Regions from separate parts of the Mus musculus genome. Here region 1 is linked to region 2. Evidence: chromatin contacts called from public Hi-C data. All regions are on one chromosome and are shown on one strand. Each heading gives the region's core, a stretch centred on a gene start, on an enhancer-like site or on the middle of the called end of the contact. The rest is flanking DNA. Distances are from core to core; before and after follow the strand shown.

What was found. A called contact is a pair of places that touch in the nucleus more often than the background predicts.
Region 1: a contact with region 2 is called in a Hi-C map of liver, with 4 times the contacts expected there. The contact joins the promoter of Alpl here to the enhancer-like site in region 2. A contact is called at or near these places in 9 of 39 promoter capture datasets (the 3T3-L1 cell line, the C10 cell line, Sertoli cells and 5 more), 25 of 484 Hi-C or Micro-C datasets (the CH12 cell line, the MC3T3-E1 cell line, MC3T3-E1-derived osteoblasts and 11 more), 27 of 115 datasets of contacts at active chromatin or transcription factors (the 230-238 cell line, the SCID.adh cell line, T-cell acute lymphoblastic leukemia and 14 more) and 4 of 9 other capture datasets (adipose tissue, liver, macrophages and 1 more).

Annotation. Positions count from the first base shown.
Region 1 is chr4:137,794,130-137,797,677 of GRCm38.p6, forward strand. Alpl (alkaline phosphatase, liver/bone/kidney) reads right to left here and starts at 2,255. Exons shown (of 12, transcript NM_007431.3): 1 at 2,113-2,255.
Region 2 is chr4:137,748,718-137,752,065 of GRCm38.p6, forward strand. It overlaps Alpl (alkaline phosphatase, liver/bone/kidney), which reads right to left. Exons shown (of 12, transcript NM_007431.3): 7 at 832-975. Among named protein-coding and RNA genes, the nearest start is that of Gm52682, 29 kb to the left of the region's middle. Within about 2 kb of position 1,579, at least 37 of the 459 cell types and tissues checked have an H3K27ac peak or open chromatin away from gene starts, as enhancers often do. A contact at or near this core is called in the SCID.adh cell line, fetal liver, liver and 1 more, where this site is marked.

The DNA.
Region 1 (3,548 bases), core at 1,005-3,504, 46 kb after region 2:
GTTTCTTCATATGCAAGAAAGGATAACATCTCCTGTCTGTGCAGGATAGAACAGGAAAGGACCTGGTGCTGGGCTTTGTGGGCAATGAGGTAGAGGTGGGTGGCAGGAGATTCCTGGGCTATTCCCAGCCGGGAGCTCCAGGCTCCCCTCCCAGGCTGTGTCCGGGAGGGAGGAGGACACCCAAGTGACAGTAAGGAAGGCTGAGTGCTTCCTCCCTGTCCAGCCCATCAAGGAATGGGCAGAGCCTGGGCAAAGGTGGTTGACAGGATCGCAGGGTTCAGAGGCAGTGACATAACCCTGTACACACTGATGCAATCTCTGCTGAGACTGGAGCTAGGGACAGCCACTGCTTTCTAAAGTATGTGAACCCGCTAAACATGTTGCAGGCTGTACAGCATGCTCCCCACCAATAGGGTCTACAGACCAAAGACTTCCAGCTCCTGTACGCCCTCAAGGAGAATCCCGAGCCACCGTGAGAGCAGAGCTGTGGCCAGATCACACAGTTTCACCCCATCTTGTTAGTACTATGTACTGGCTGCTCACTGTGACAACAGTGTGACATCTTGATCCCTTTTTTGGGGGAACTACGTCATCTTCATTCTACCATGTGACACTCAAATTTTCAAAGCCTGAAAAGAATTTATTATGCCAATGTTCGCCTCAATGAGTTGGGTGGGGGGAAGGGGTCGTTATTTACTGTTCCCTTCTCAGCACCTCGATCAGAGTTTAGCGCACAACTGATGCCTGGTAAGTATGTGTGGATCGAAGACACTCACTGTCTGGCCTATCGGGTCTTTTGATTCACTGTAGTCTTAACATATAGATGGGACCATCACTGACATGGCTGCGAACCAGCCCAGACCTGTCTCACTCCACCAGTAGGCTTCTGAGAAGCTGTGTTCTCCCCTAAGGGAACCAGAGACGGTTCAGGAATTGGAAAAGGAGGCAGAGACAGGAGACGGCCAGGGAGTGGGAGAGGAAAGAGCTGACTGGGGAGACCAGAGAGGCTTGGAGGGTGAAGGGCATACTGGGGGGGGGCTCTCCTTAATCTCCTGGGCTGTGGAGAATGGGCAACAGGGTTCAATGCCTAATGTCATTGCCTACATTGTCTAAAACTCTCTGTCCCTATTTGTAGTCTGTCAGGTGTCAGAGCAGTCCTTATCCAGCATTTAATAAACAGTTGCCCTAATTCTCAACCAGACTGAGAATCTGAGGCTGCCTGAGGGGGGGTCTTTGAATTCTTCTTGGAGCCAAACGTTCTTTCAGGCCTGAGAATAATCCCTCTGTTATATGTATGTGTGTGTGTGTGTGTGTGTGTGTGTGTGTGTGTGTGTGTGTGTGTGTGTGTGTGTATGATTTTGAGACCTAATCTTCCTAGAGTGTTAGAGTGGCCTCGAACTCACAGAGATCCTCAGCCTCCAGACTGCCAGCATCTCTCCAGAGTTGCCGCGCCAGCTTTCCTTTTTAATCAGGATTCACAGGCATACCCCAGAGTCCTTTGCAAGTCTTCCTTCCTCAGGCCCATTACGCGTTGAAAAGGATTACCATGGACAATGTGGGAGTAAGAATGAGGTTTTTTTCCTCCGTCTTGGGTCCTGCCGCTGTGACTGTGCCTTTAACCCTTTCTTACCCGCGCTGGGCAAGGCAGCAGCCCCACTCTCACCTGCACACAGCCTGGAACCGTTCACAGGCTCCTTCCGTTTCCTGGGCTCCCCCACTCTCAGACAGACACTAGCACGCGGTCTCCGATCTCTCCCGCCAAAGATCGCAGCACGTGCCTTCTTCCTGCTGCTCCCCAACTACTTTAGACACCAACGGGACAGAGTGCCAAGGGACCACGAAGGGCGCAGCTGTGGACTACGGAGGCGCGTGGGCACCGGGAGCAGGTGCTTAGCACGAGGGTGAGGTCCTGGGTAGCGGCTCAGCGGGCGCCACGTCCATCATCCTGCCAGGCCACAAGAGATGCGCGCGGAGTCCGGAGCGGGAGGTCGTGGGTCCCCAGGGAGCCTGACCTTCCACGTGTCCCCACCGTGGCTGGGACAGTCACTGCGGGACCGGCGGAGCGCGCGCGTGGGAGTCGCGCAAGCCACGGGCGCAGCATGCTTTCCTTACCTGCAGGCACTCGTGGGGAGGGTCTGTTCCGGCTCGCGAGCGGCAGCCCTAAGGAGCGCAGTGGCGGGAGCGTACTCTGGCGGCCACCTCCCCCGCCTGCTTATGAAGGCGGCCTGGCCGAGCACCCGCCGGCCTCCCCGCCCCCGGCCGCCCCGCCCCCGGCCCGCACCCCGAGCCCCAGGCGGGTGCCTCTGCGTTGCCAGGGCGCCCCCTGCCGGGAGCGCGGCGCTCGACCCGGCCCGTAGGGCTGCAACAGGCAGGGTAACCCGCCTTGCCTCTCTCTTTCCCTGCGGCTCATCCTGGCTTCAGGGTGCAGCTGGCTTGTCTTTAGGTTTGATTTCTCTGTAGGAGACTTTGTCCCTCGATGGTTGTCTTCCTGTGCCTGACCCTGCGCGTCTGTGAACCCACCTGGCTCCTTTTTTCTGTGCGTCTTTCTGCCTACACATCCTTGTCCGTCACCATGTGCACCTCTGAGCCTCACACCCTTACCCCTTTCCTATCCACTTTCTCTTTTGCCCTTAACTAAGTCAGTAGGAAGCAGAAGGAGACCCCTTGGACAGGGCCCTCCCTCCCTAATATCTGAAGAAACAGGGACTCAGGACATTCTGTCTGTCCCAGCCAGAAGCCCCAGGACCTGCCCGGGGCAGACCACTTCCCAGGCAGTGGAGCCAGACTGTCTAGGCCCACAGGCCTGCTCTGGTGACTTCGGGGGACTGGCCAAGGCTCTATAACCCGCAGACACTATCCCCTGGTTTTTCTTCCTTCACGTTATTGGGAGAGTTATAAGAGACCGAGTTTGGAACATGCACAGGAAACAAGGAAAGGCAACCGCTGGGTGCCAGTGGGCCTTATCCAGTTCCCCAAGGGCCACCACCTCCCTTCCCCTGAAAGCCAGTCTGGTTTTGAAGTCTCTGATTCGTTTCCTACTGTGAACTCCTGGAGGTAGGTTTGAATGCCACCACCATTTGAATACTTCCTCATTTCCTCCTAAGAGGAGGGTCTTATCATCGCTACTGAAGCTGACAAAACCCATCTGTACCTCTAATCCCCAACAGCCAGAGATTTGAAAGCAAAGATCAGGTTTCCCTGAACTCCATCTTCCTGGGCACCTAGGATTGATCACTTCTACCCTGAAGTTCCGTCTTAGGTCCAGGCATCTTCTATATGAGCTCTACTATTGAGCCCATTTTACAGGAGGAAAAGCAAGGCCCAGAGACAACATGTGACCTCATCGGTAAGTTCAGGGCCGGAACTGGAGCCTGATGCCAAAACCCAGGAATGCCTGGGTTTGTTTTCATTTGTTCTTGTATTTTAATAATTAATGCTGTTTATTTACAGCGGTGCTAGGAAATTTCCCTTGAGAAATAAGTTTATGTTTTTACAAAGTGAGACCAAGTATTGGGTAAATTACTCCTTATTTATGTATTTCATAGCAA
Region 2 (3,348 bases), core at 329-2,828:
CCTGGTCCTGATCACAGCAACTGAAGCCAAGAGGAGGATGTCCCTTTGGTGTGCCTATCCAAGCTGCCCCAGGAGGGGAAAGAAAGAGAAGCGAGTCCCTCACTCCCACACTCCTATACAGCCACGGGGCTGTCCCCAGCCCTGCCCATCTTACTCTTAGCTCAGCCTCTCATGCCACTGAGCCTCCCTGGGGAACCATGGAACCCTGAGAAACCCAACCCCAGAGTGACATCAAAGCGGCTGCCAGGCTTCTCCCCACTGTCTTCAAGCCTGACCACAGTCATTTCCAGACCCAGCTGCCCGGCTGGCCCACAGTGGCACATTTAAAGGGCCAGAGGCCTCACAGAGGAACCAGAGCTTGGCCTAACCCTGCTCCTGCCTCCCTCTCAGCCCACTGGTGCTCTGGCCCAGGGGTGTACTCTGAGGGCTTTACACCTCCGGCCTCAGCCAGCACACTTTTGCTGAGCCATGTTCTCCCATCATCTGCTCAGCGCTGCCTGCCCACACCCTCCCATTCCATTCGTTCAGGTCTTCTGTTGTATCCCCTCTGCGTGCCTCCAGGTCCCAACTTCCTGCCGTCCAGGCACACGACATTCCCTGTGTCAGGTACCCAGCCTGTCTCGGGTCCATCCAGGTGACTCCCTGACTCTGTCACCATCCCCACGTGTGCCCTTCCTACAGGGAGCAGGAGTGTCTGTCAGTCACAGGTCAGTACGGTAGAGCAAACAGAGGAACATCTGGACTCTCACTGGCAGAGAACATTTGATGCGTGGATGGGGGTGTCCCACGGCCCACAGAACCATAGCCGAGTCCACCTGCAGCCTTGGTTACCTTGTGTCTGGGTTTAAAGCTCTTCCAAATACTGATGAGATCCAGGCCATCTAGCCTTGTACCCCTGGCCTTCTCATCCAGTTCGTATTCCACATCAGTTCTGTTCTTCGGGTACATGTATTTCCGGCCGCCACCCATGATCACCTGAGGGACAAAGGAGCCATCACACCCAGGGTTCTAAATTGTCCAGAAGCCCCAGGGGTTCCGACTTGGAAAGTAGACATGAGAGTCTGGGTGGAGGTGTGGACGGTTGTCCAGCTAGGCAAGGGCTGGGCCAGGGCTCCCTCTCTGAACGATTTATTCAGATTGGAAAGATAAAATCGCTGACCTAGCAGGACTGTGGCTTGGGGCTTCTGGGTGGAATCTTAGTGTTCTCGAATAGCTAACATCCCCTACCCCCATAGGAAAGCCCATTTGCTGTGTGTCCTGAGCCAGTAAGACCGAGTAACTCACTCAATCTCCCAACCAAGCCGCCAGGAAAGTGATCTACGCTCTCTCGCTATAGACACAGAAAAGGGATTTCCTGCCCCTCAGCCACACAGCAGTGCATGGCACAGATACGATTCAAACCCAGAAACCCACTGTCTCTCTACCAGAAGCCCCCCTGAGTGCTCTGCTGTATGGGTGAAGCCAGGAATGGGGCCTCCGGAGTGTCTTCTACAGTGAGTGGCCTCAGACAGGGAGGTCTTGGGGCAGCCCAGCTGGGAACCAGCCCACTGCCTGGGCAAACACCGGCCGCCTCACGTCTATGTAATCACTGCCAGGCTAATTTTAGCCACTGTGGCTGGCATGCAAGGGTGGACGGATGGACGCGGGGTTGTTTGTTTTCCTAGGAAATCCATGTTTGAAGTCCTAACTATTTTTAAAGCAGGGGCCAAGAACATAACAGCCATAGCCCATGGTGACCACCATACTGTGTCCTTCTGTCACCGTGGGCACCAGCTCGACTTGCTGCCCCTGGCTGACACCTGAGATCCACTGTCTCCAGATGGGCCAAAGTTCTCTCTCTATTCTATTTCCCATGGCAAAAATCAGGGTTCGAGGGGGTAAGGGGAGAGCCGGCGGTGGACATGGGAAAGGTACCCAGGAATAGCCACGGGTACCCAGGAAGGCCAAGGACACTGAAGTAAAGATCTAATTCTACTGCTTAGTAACCATGGGTCTATTTCTTTGATCATACAGGACTTCAGTTTCCTAGTCTATAAAATGGTAATGACTATCCAGAGAAGAAAAGCAGTCATCCAATGTTGCTGCTGGTCCCTACAATGGAAGATGTCCCTCTGGAAGGGAACAATGAAGACAGACAGGAGGGGAGGGTCTTACTCCCATCATGTGGCAATCAGCTTGGATAGTTCAGACTGGGTCTGGGAGAAAGGACTCCAGGTCACTGGCGCCTTCTCCTGTTCCCATAGAACCTGACCCCTTGGCATTTTCAGCATGGAACTGAAGCCCCCAATCTTCCTGCCCGGATAGCATGGTTCCCAGCCCAGCGGAGACTTCACACGGGCTCATTAAACTCCCAAATAACAGACTTGCTGTTTGCCTTTGGGGTTTGGGTTTCTCTCTCTCTCTCTAAAGCGGAACATATTTATTTTCTGAGTGGACACCAGAATTTTTGATTCATGGACGGTCTGGGGAGTTTTGGGGGTAGCCGTGACAGAGGGGCAAATGGAATTGGGAGAGTGAGGGCAGAGGGGGCTTTGGGAGGTCCCCTTTGCACTCCTTGGCTCATGCCCTCATGACTCTAGGAGACCCCAGCCCCCCTCACTGCCGCCAAAGCTTTTTCCTCCAAAGTGCCTCTCCCTGCCTCAGCCAATCCTGCCTCAGCTGGCTAAAGAGTTACTGTAATCACCTCATCTCCCACCTCTTGTGCTACAGGACCCATGTTCTCCACATGACCTCATCTGGGCCTCCCGCAGCCTGTGGGTGGGGCACAGGGGTGGGAAATGGGAGGGCGAAGGAGGGGGAGAGCTGCCTGGCAGGTGGAGATAAAGCCAGATGGGTGGCTGTGTCCCGGGTGGCTCTCACCTAAGAGGCATCAACAGGGCCCAGTGATCCTGAAAGCAGCGCTCACCGGCTACTTGGGCTACTTGTAAAAGAGCCACGGGGTTGGAGACATAGAGCAGAGAGCTATGGAACCTGCGTCTGAGCTCTCTCTCAGCCTCACTGGCCCCATACTTCAGGGTCAGGGATTCTAAGTCACGGTCAACCCTCATAGCAGAGAAAGAGCAATTCAGAAATTCTCCCCAAGAGCTGAGAAGCCTGCGTGTAAGAACCTGCCTGGGTGTTGAGGTGTCAGCACTGAGGACGGGGACGGGGACGGACGGCTTACATATCACGCTGCTGCTTGAGTGCTCCCGGGGGCCAGGCTCTGTGCCAAACTCAACTGGGATTTTCTTACTTAGTTCTTCCAGTGAGCTGTTGGAGCAGGTCCAGTGGGCAGAAGGCTTGTCCAAGGGGAGGCTCAGAGAGGTTAAGTAACAGCCCAAGGTCACACAGCTAGCAAAAGGCAGAGCA